Linked DNA regions of Sus scrofa: region 2 is linked to region 1. Evidence: chromatin contacts called from public promoter capture Hi-C data. All regions are on one chromosome and are shown on one strand. Each heading gives the region's core, a stretch centred on a gene start, on an enhancer-like site or on the middle of the called end of the contact. The rest is flanking DNA. Distances are from core to core; before and after follow the strand shown.

What was found. Promoter capture Hi-C pulls out the DNA fragments that hold promoters and counts their contacts.
Region 2: a promoter capture Hi-C map of liver shows a contact between it and region 1, with 3 times the contacts expected there. The contact joins the enhancer-like site here to the promoter of IVNS1ABP in region 1. A contact is called at or near these places in 1 of 5 promoter capture datasets (liver), 4 of 47 Hi-C or Micro-C datasets (embryonic fibroblasts, epiblast stem cells, heart right ventricle and 1 more) and 1 of 2 datasets of contacts at active chromatin or transcription factors (alveolar macrophages).

What each region holds. Positions count from the first base shown.
Region 1 is chr9:126,475,638-126,480,998 of Sscrofa11.1, forward strand. It overlaps IVNS1ABP (influenza virus NS1A binding protein), which reads right to left and starts at 3,946. Exons shown (of 15, transcript NM_001161649.1): 1 at 3,662-3,946.
Region 2 is chr9:126,536,957-126,542,326 of Sscrofa11.1, forward strand. No RefSeq gene overlaps it. Among named protein-coding and RNA genes, the nearest start is that of IVNS1ABP, 60 kb to the left of the region's middle. Within about 2 kb of position 3,000, at least 2 of the 83 cell types and tissues checked have an H3K27ac peak or open chromatin away from gene starts, as enhancers often do. A contact at or near this core is called in liver, where this site is marked.

The DNA.
Region 1 (5,361 bases), core at 2,696-5,195:
ACTTCAGCCCTTTGGGAGAAAATACTGGAGAATTTTTGGAGCAACTTTTGGCATGCAGATTGGTTCAAAATTATTTAGTTCTGCAATAGAGTGGTTCTACTACATTAGTACTTGATGACTTTCTAGTACAGCAAGGTCTTAATATGAACCCCATCTCTTATGTCTACTGATCAGTACAACCCTACTTGATTATAAAAGCTAGCCCAGGTTCTCGTGACACTTAAGTTAATGCAGAAACTTGATTCAATTACTGTCCTCATATGCCTCTCCTGTCACCCACACCCCAAGTTGGAAGATGTCACATCAACTTCTGCCTGCAAAACCATGTCTTTGAAAACTGACATTCCCTTTTACTAAAGTTTAGTGTGGGCAAACTGAGTTTTCAACCACTCATAGATCTTAGTTTTGTCTATGAAACTCACGCTCAGTAACTGATGGAATAAAAACATGGGTAGAATTTTTTAATCTTTGAAAAGCCAAACCAAAACTCCCAACATCCCAAAGGCTACATAAAAGTATAAAATTTATTCTGGTAAATATACTTCAATTTCTTAACATGGCCAGTGCAAGAAAAGGGAGATAAGACTCATAAATGAGTAATTAAACTGCTTTAGTAAAACTCAGAAGTTCACATGTTACCACAGCCACCCCCCCCAAAGAGTAGCTTAACTGAAATAGAATTCAACAAGTCTTATCAAAGAGCTATAAAAAAAGGTAGGCACAATATGACCTCCCTTAAAATTCTTCTCAGGCATTCAGTAAGAGCAAGATAAAATGTTATCATCAAACTTTCAAAGCATCCTTAAAACCTCAAGGCAAACTACAAGTATTATTTAAACTTTAAGGAAATTTTTTGAGGGTAGCCAACTCACACAAAATAGCAACTAACTCCATTTTTAAAGGACAGACTTTATAATAATACAAAGTAAGACAATGAGTCTTTTTAAAACTAGAAGTTTTAAATGTCTGAAACAATCCACCTATATCAAAACTCACCAAACTCACTCACTGGCTCCACGCTTTTAACCTCATGGTTCTGCAATTCTTTCATCCCATAAACATTTATGGTTCCAAACATATGGCAGGCACAATTTGGGAATGGGATGCTTGTAACACAATGGAGTTATTAACTCCATTTCCCAGCCTTGAACACTCACTCCACAAACCAACCAGAAAGACAAACTAAGTGGTGAAAATAGTTCGAACAAAGGGGGAAAAAGGTATGAGAAGCACATATATTCCAGAAACTGCAGCTATTTCTGTTTCAATAGACTGTAGTTTGCAGGATGCATATGGTGAAGAGTAGGAGAGGAAGTAAAAGAGATCAACGTTAGGGTTTAAGCAGAGCAGAATAAGACTTCAGCAGGAGGCAAAGGACCCTCTCACAGAAATGTGAGGGATGGTCTAGAGGAATGGGTAAAACAGGGATGCAGGGAAATTAAGATATTATACATTATTATCTATGGATGACAATGGCATCATTACCAAAATCAGTATCGAAATTAGAATTCCAAAAACCGAGGCAGAGACATTTTCAGTTTGTTTCATGCTTAAAGTTAGAAGGAAAAGAGGAATTTGCCTTGGGACATATAGAAAGGCTGAGTGAAGTACCTGTTAGGCAACCAGGCTGATACCAGAACTGTAAGGATACTGAGCCAGGTGTAGATTTAGAAATCACTTACAAGGTGGTAACGAGTTTACAAATGAATATAAGCATGTATTTCCTGCGGTTCCAACAAAAGCTCAGAAATCACTCCCTTATTCATTAATTCCTCAATTTATACTCTTGAATACAAGGTAGGAGGGTCCCCAACTTTCCTGACTCTCCAATCATACTGCTGAAAAGTCAATGAAATGATCTTTAGGGGCACTTCATCTTAAAATCAATGATTTAGACGGTTCCAACAGGAAAACATCTTACATTTAAAAAACCAACACATTTGCAAAACACATTCAGTTGCTACCTCAAATATCCTTCAAGCAAGAAAAATAAAGCCCCACTCCAAAGTAAGTAGCCAAAAAGACACTAATGTGAAACTATAACCAAAACCTGGAATGCATTATTTGGGGGGAAAGTTAGAAAAACAGAACTATGAATTAAGATTAAGAAATCAACATCTATTCATTAATTACAGAGAGTTCATCTATGAGGAGAATATGGAGGAAAACCATTCTGCCTCTCTTTTAGGTCAGTGACACTAGTCCAGTTTTACCTTTCACTACCAAATTAAAGACACTTGACAAGTAGCCTGCCAGCTGGTGTTATATTCTTCTTAAGCCAATTCTAAATAGTCAGTGTATGTCTCATCTTCAGATATACAAATAACTTGCTTCTTCAGCATCTTTCAGACAAAAGTTTCAGCATGATTATGCCTAAAACTATTCATCAGTATTCTGTTATCCTTAAACCAACCACCAGTGCTAAAATTATTAAAAGACAACATGCTACTCCATGCTGTATTTGTTGAATTGTTTAGAGTAGTACTATGCCTAGAAGTTATTTACTCCAACGCAGGAGATCACCACACACACACACACACACACACACACACACACACACACACCCCCATCATCCTCAAAAGAACAGCTAGCTTGATGCCTGGGTGTCTAATCCTCCATCACTGACAAAAGACAGTAGAAAACAAAAATGAACCCTGCAGGCATCTGATTCATACTTACTAGTTTTTGAAACGTCAGCGGTTTCAAACAATAGATCTGTCTACGTTGACTTGAAGAAGTCAATTTATTTCTAAAGTATTTATGGTTCAAGTTTCCCTCTGTTAAACCCTCAATCTGATACAGCCTAATGCCTTCCTACCATCAAGAGCTTACAACCCGAGTCGCTTTGCAAGATGTGCAGAAAGACAGAAAAAGAGCAAACCTCTCTGACGATTTCGTTTGCAAAAAGTGGCGAGTCCCCCAGAGTGACTGTCTGGAGAGCCCTGCAGCCCCGGGCCTTCATCCCCGCGGGGCCCGGCCCGAGCCCACTACCGAAGGCTGCGAGGCGAGGCGCCCAGCGTCTGCACACCCCCGCCCGGGATTGGCCGGCCCCGCAGTCATTCAGCGCCGACACGTCAGGGGCAGCCGCTCCCTCCATCCTCCCGCCCCCTTCTCCCCGCGCTTGGCAAGAAGAGCGGGCAACGTGGAGCGGGAACAAAGGACCCCGCGGCCCACGGCGATTAGGGGTGCCACCCTACCCCAGGCCCGGGGCACCGATGGGGGTCCCTAGGCCAGCTCCCTGCCCGTACGCGCCGGGTCCTGGGAGGGCTCCGGAATAGAGTCCAGCCCTCGGGCAGACTCCTACACTGGGCGTCAGTCAGTTCATGACAGTAGAACGGAGATTCCCAAGCCCACCTTCCGGGTGGTCACCCCTGGCCAGCGGCGGCTAATCCCAGGTTTCCGCGGTCCCCACGAGCAAAAGCTTCTCTTTCCTCCCGCCCGACTCCCCGGCCACAGCGCTCTCCGGGGCGGCCCACACCCCGCCCTCGCCCGCCAGCGCGACCCAGCAACCACCGCAGCGCCGACTCCTCGCCCCTCGAGAGGGGGGCGGCGGCGGCTGGGGGCATCCTCCCCGGGACCCGGACACCGCGCCGCGCTACCTCCGGCTCCGAGCCCGGTCCCGCCCTCCTCCCCCGCCGTCGGCGGGAGCAGCGCGCATTACCTGGTTCATCTCTGAAGAGATGGAAAAACTCATCTCTGGAGCTTCAACGGGGAGCAGGAGGAAGCGAGCGGGACTCGGCCCAACGGAAAGCGCCTCGAGGCCGCGGCGGGGGGAGCGATCGAGCGGGGGAGACGGGCCACAGTCCGCGAAGGCTGCGAGGAGGGCGAGAGACGCCGGGGACTCGCGGGGACTCGCTCGCTCGCCGGCACAGCAGCGGAGAAGCCGCAGGGAGAGACACTGCGCCCAGCAGCTCGCAGCGACCGTCCTCCACGCGCGCCCGGGACACACTGCCGCCGCCACCCGCTCGCGCCGCACCCCCTCGCACGTCACCACGTGCGCCGCCGCAGCCGCCGCCGCCGCCGCCGCCAGCGCCTCCCGGGTGCTTCCGGTCCGAAGGCGTCGGCGAATGAGCGGCGAGCCCAGCCTTACTGCGCTCGGGGCCCCGCCCCTCTGGCCCCGCCCCCCTCTGGCCCCGCCCCGCCCCCGCCCTTCTCCCGCACCCGGCTCGGTTCCGTCCTGCGCGGTTCAACTAGGTCAGCGCAAGGTGATCCCTGGAAAGGGGGTGCTCCGAGCGCGCCGCTGGTCGCGTTCTCCCTCCTTCCGTCGCCCCGCACCCCCGCTTTGCCCTTTCGGACCGTCTGAGAACTGGTTCCCTCCGGCCACCCTCACCTGTTCTGCCATCCCCTGGAGGCACAATAGCCTGAGAGATTAGATGTGAGAGATTAGATTTCTCCGCGTTAAATATACATCTGGGCAACCGCCCTAGACTGGAGCTGGCCGCAGTGGACCTAAGAGTCTGTGGCTGCCCGTCGCCCTTATCTCTGGAGGAGGGTGATGGTGTGCGGGGGGGAGGCGTGGTGACTGAGGAGGAACAGAGGCGCGTTGACAGAAGGTTGAGAGGCTTCAGTAACTCAGAGAAAACAGCTAGAGAGGTCGGAGAAGGCATGTTTATGTCACTGTTGCTGTGAAAACCTGTTTACTTCTGCTTTTCGTCCCTGGGATTTGTTTTGTCTGGGTGCAGTTTTCCTCTCAGAGACTGAGTCAGTCCTCTGCTGGATCTGCCCTCTTGGAAAAAAAGAAAATCACATTGAGAACAGATAGCAACCCTCATTACCCACCACCACCACCACCACCACCACCCCTCACCCGGAAAGGCAGACCTTTAACGGGACGCGTGATATGTACCAGGCTCTGACAGCAACTTCAGACCGCTCTGAAGGGCACACTGGAAGGTTTTCTAGATTGAAGGTGAAGGGATTTAGTGAAGTAAATTTGTTTAGATTTTGGCAGAGGCTTCTAAGCTAATGTCCTGTTAGCACATCTTGATTTGATAAGGGCACTTACACCTGCCGGGTCTAATCTTGTTTGCATTGGATCCCTCTGCTTAATTAGTAGGAGCTCTTGTCATTGCTTCCTACCATTCTTTAGAAATGATAAGGAACGTGTGCTTACGGGAGCAGGAAAAATGTTGGGGCCCTTTACCTGCCTGAAGCTCTACAACTTTTTATTGTAAAATATTGAGACAAGGAGATTTGTGTTTGGTTTTGCTTCCAGTTCCATCGAGAGAGGCAACAGGATTTACCATGTCTACTGTTATGATCTTATATCTTCCTTAAGGAGAAAAAGACTGACATTTGCCATTGAACTCTTGTTTTTGTCTTCTGATAACTGATAGCAGTGTTTACTTTTATTGCAAATGG
Region 2 (5,370 bases), core at 1,750-4,249, 60 kb after region 1:
AAATGATTTTTATTTTTTCCATTATGGTTGGTTTACGGTGTTCTTTCAGTTTCTACTGTACTGCAAAATGACCCAGTCACACATACATATATACATTCTTTTTCTCACATTATCCTCCATCATGCTCCATCGTAAGTGACTAGATATGGTTCCCAGTGCTATACAGCAGGATCTCATTGCTTATACATCCCAAAGGCAATAGTTTGCATCTATTAACCCCAAATTCCAAGTCCATCCCAGTCCTTCCCCCTTGGCAACCACAAGTCTCTTCTCTAAGTTCATGAGTTTCTTTTCTGTGGAAAGGTTCATTTTACTGTATATTAGATTCTAGATACAAGCGATATCATATGGTATTTGTATTTCTCTTTCTGACTTACTTCACTTAGTATGAGAGTCTCTAGTTCCATCCATGTTGCTGCAAATGGCATTATTTTGTTTCTTTTTTATGGCTGAGTAGTATTCCATTATGTATATATACTACATCTTTTTAATCCATTCCTCTGTCGATGGACTTTTAGGTTGTTTCCATGTCTTGGCTGTTGAGAATAGTGCTGCAGTGAACATAGGGGTGCATGTAAATTTTTCAGTGAAAGTTTTGTCCAGATATATGCCTAGGAATGGGATTGCTGGGTCATGTGGTAGTTCTATATTTAGTTTTCTAAGGTACTTTCATACTCTTTTCCAGAGTGGTCGTACCAATTTACATTCATGCCAACAGTGAAGGAGGGTTCCATTTCTCCACACCCTCTCCAGCATTTTTGATTTGTTGACTTGTTAATGATGGCCATTCTGACAGATGTGAGGTGGTACCTCATAGTAGTTTTGATTTGCATTTCTCTATTAATCAGTGATGTAGAGCATCTTTTCATGTGCTTATTGGCCATCTGTATATCTTCTTTGGAGAAATATCTATTCAGGTATTTTGCCCACTTTTCAATTGGGTTAGTTTTTTTTGTTGTTGAGTTGTATAAGTTGTTAGTGTATTTTAGAGATTAGGCCCTCCCTTGTCAGTTGCATCTTTTGAAACTATTTTCTCCCATTCCATAGGTTATCTTTTTTTTTTTTTTAATGGTTTCCTTTGTGGTGCAAAAGCTTGTCAGTTTGATCAGGTCCCATTGGTTTATTTTTACTTTTAGTTCTGTTGCCTTGGGAGACTGGCCTAAGAAAATATTTGTATGGTTGATGTCAGAGAATGTTTTGCCTATGTTCTCTTGTAGGAGTCTGATGGTGTGTTGTCTTACATTTATGTCTTTAAGCCATTTAGAGTTTGTTTTTGTGCATGGTGTGAGGGTGTGTTCCAATTTCATTGACTGGTATGCAGCTGTCTAGTTTTCCCAGCACCACTTACTAAAAAGACTGTCTTTTTCTCATTTTATATTTTGCCTCCTTTGTCAAAGATTAATTGACTGTAGGTATCTGGATTTCTTTCTGGGTTCTCTATTCTATTCCATTGGTCTGCCTGTCTGTTTTGGTATCAGTACCACACTGTCTTGATGACTATAGCTTTGTAATACTTCCTGAAGTCTGGGAGAGTTATGTCTCCTGTTTGGTTGTTGTTCCTCAGGGTTGCTTTGGCAATTCTGGATCTTTTGTGGTTCCATAGAAATTCTTGGATTGTTTGTTGTAGTTCTGTGAAAAATATCATGGGTAATTTGATAGGGATTGCATTGAATCTGTAGCGTTCCTTAATTATTGATATCCAATATCCCATAGTTAGTCCTTTTTCCTTTTAATGCTGTAAGAAATTGGGAACATGCAATACAAACCAAATCACACTTGTCTATAGCAGATATCGCTAACTGATTTTTGACAGTTTTCTCTGATTCCTGATGCTATCCTAGAATTCTCAAATGTTCTTCAGGCAACAATCAAGTGATCAGAGTTTGCAGATGAGAAGAAACTTATTCCATTTCTCTATTACATGCCCATCTTGAAAGAGCTCATCAGTAATCATGACTCAAAGTTTCAAAAATCCTGGGGCTTATTCATTAATGTTTTCAGCACATTGCATAATGCCTGGAAAACATGGCTTAAGTTGGATAAATATTTGAAGAACAAATGCTAAAATGTTTGATAAGTTAACAACACCTAGGTGTGTTCTGACATGTGTTGAGTGCTTGAATGCAAATAAAATCAAAATTTAAGTGGTCCTAGAGAATATACAAAGTAGTGACAATTTTACAATGAGGTACCTTCTGAGAAATTTTATTTCTGAACAAAACTTACTTTTTATACAACACTTTATAATTATTTTCAAATAAGTAAACTTAACATCTGTTCAATAATAAGAAACACCCAAGGGGGCTGTGGAAGCTTTCATTAGGAGTTTGAGGAGTAGGTAGTGAGCTAATCCAGCAGGCTGTTTTCCTCAAAGTTATAAATTTCAATTCAGTGGCTAGTAAGAATAAAATGTACTTTCTATTTATCCCTAGCCAAGGTTAAAGTAGTAGCACGTAACTTTACACTGTACTTTGTAACCTTTTGAAAGAATTATAAATCCTCAGTAATCTGGGTTACGGACTGATTTTTTTTCTGAAAATTGATTAAGTAAATAAATCTCTAAACTATTTATAACAAAGACACTTCCAATGTAACATATTTATAGAAGGAGAATAAAATGTTATAAACTTCAAGGCTGATTTTTCTCCTTCCTCATTGTCTCATTTTTAGGTTGATCAAAGAGGAGAATTATTTTACACCAGGGAAGTATTTTCCACTGAGGTAATATTACCTAAAATGTATTTATTTATTTATGTACTACCTTTATGATTTTTCTGTATTCTATAAAAGCCCAATATTACCTAGCACACAGTGCTAAATAAATGTTAGCAGTTATGATTGTATGTTATCAAAGATGCTTGGCTTAAGTTGAGGGTGAGAATTGTAAATTTTTCAAGGTATGTAATTATGCAGTCCAAAATGTGACCTACCCGCTCATATAGCATTTATGCTAGTGCACATTCAGTTTCAGGGTGTAACCAGAGAGCTCCAGCACAGAGGTGGGGTATAAGAGCCCAGGTCAGGAGGGCAGCTTGTTTATCACGTATCGATTTTCTTGTGCTGGTATTAACCAGCTTTTTCTGTAAAGGGTCTGTTGATAAATATTTGGGGTTTTGTGGCCATATGGTTTTTGTTGCAACTACTCAACTTTGCTGTAGCAGTGCAAAAGCAACCACAGATAATCCATAAATGAATGAATGTAGCTGTGTGCCAGTAAAATTTTATAAAAATAAAATTCTGGATTTGTACCAGGGATCATAGACCCCCTACTCCAGTGGTGTGGTTTTGGTGCTCAATTAGTTTTCTTACTCCTGTAGATTTTTTTTCATCTTATTTTGCTGTTTCATCCTGTGCATGTGTGTTTGAGGAGTGTGTGTGTGTATGTGTGTGTGTGTGTGTGTGTGTGTGTGTGCATGCCCCCCATTGCTACATGATTAATTTTTATCTCCCTCATTTTTAACGTGGACTGAACTTCAATTTGCTCTGATATAGGTACATTTTTCTGGACACTTCGCACCTTATTTGAGATTTGTTTCTCTTCCATTCAAAGTATGGTTTATAGGCTGCATATTGAGATGGGAGCTACATGCAGTCTTTATTGGAAGACTTGAGCTCTGTTCTATGATCTGAGGTTATGTTAAATATTCTGTAACGGAGATCAGTTAAACTAGTTAGGAGTATATTTTACTTTTGGACAGATTCTCTCGGGCTTTAGTGGATTTTTCTGTTCCTCGCGGAGCCCTGGAAAATGGTAAAGTCTGGAGTCTTAACTCCCCCTTTTATCACCTATGCTCACCTATGCACGCCTTTGCTTCACTTAGCTCCAAGTTGTGGGAAGTGTTGGCAAGAATTTTCTGGACGTATTTAATCAAAAATGTTGGTGCAATATTTTTTTCTGGTAAATGGGAACAGGATTAGTAGACATTCTCTATCCCTCTTATTTCTTTCTTCTTTTTTTTCTCAGATGCCTCTTTTCAAAGTCTATGGCATTAGGCTTTGACTCTTTCCTTGAATGCTAACTGAGGACTTGTTTTTCTTCTTGCTATTCACGTTGTTTATTTGCCTATTTTATTTATTCTCGAGCAGAATAGTATGGTGGTTAAAGACGCAAGCTCTGGGTTTAGACCGCTTGGGATCAAATCTCAGGTCTACCAATTACTGGTTCTGATTTGTGCTTCAGTTTCTAGATCTGTAAAATGAGATAATAATAGTATTGTTTATTTCATAATGGCATTATATTATTGAATGAAATGATTTGTGTAAAAGTATAATACCTGTCACATATTAAACACTATCTAAATTTTAAATATTATTTATCTATGTTTTTGAATTTTTTTTGTTTTAACAAATATTGTGATAGGTGATTTTGCTGTTTGATTCCCTCTGCCATATTGACCTTCTGCTATACCATTTGCGAAAATCTATAGTCACTCTTTAGTAGAAAATAAACCTCAACAGCTTATAACAAACTGTGCTATAATCACGTGTATACAGTAGAAGAAGCAGAAAGAAAAAAGGCATTTAATATGCTTAATAAATAAGCAAATTGGAAAGAGTTAGCTTTGCAGCTTTGCTTACAAATGAAATTAATTCATTTTCAACTCTGGGTAGACTTGATTTATTCTGCCAGCCTGGCTCATGTATGACTTGACTCACTTCAGAGCATACACTTTCGGCTTTGTTTTGTCTGTTTTTCTCAAATCAAAGCTCTCCAAATCCTCTCTCCTGACCTTGTCCTTTGGGCACAAATGTCTTTTCTCATCTCTTGCCACCTGGAACGATACTGGTTCCACTCTTTACTTTATTTCCCCCGTAATGGAAGCCTTTGTACTCCTGGCTTGAAATGGCAGAGAGGTTGGTTATGACATGTTTATATTTTCACCCAGAATTTTAGGTTCAGACTTTGTCCTTCATTTAATTTGATTCTGGGGTTTAGGGTGAAAGGAGTCTATGAAAATCAAGAACACTGGCTCCTCAGAAATCTCTTAACTTATAAAGATTAGTGGAACTTTTACAACTGGTTGCACTGGGACCTGGGATTTATGGATAGGCCTAGTTTTGTACAGATTCTTTACAATTCCTAACCCATGTCCTCTTTCAGTAGAGATTTTTAAATCTTGGAATTATGTTGTAGCAAAATGGAAATAATTCTATTTACTAAAGCAGGATCACTGAATGGAATGCATAGTAATTTAACTTTTTTGATAAAGTGAAGGTCAACTGGCAACCCATTTTACCTCAGTCTTTGATGAAAATATTTCTCAAAAACATAGGGACACTCACTCTCCTACCTGAATATTGAACATGGGATTAGCTTGACTAGGCGCTGACTATAGGACTTAATCTGAAAATCTTTGATAATGGTTTGTT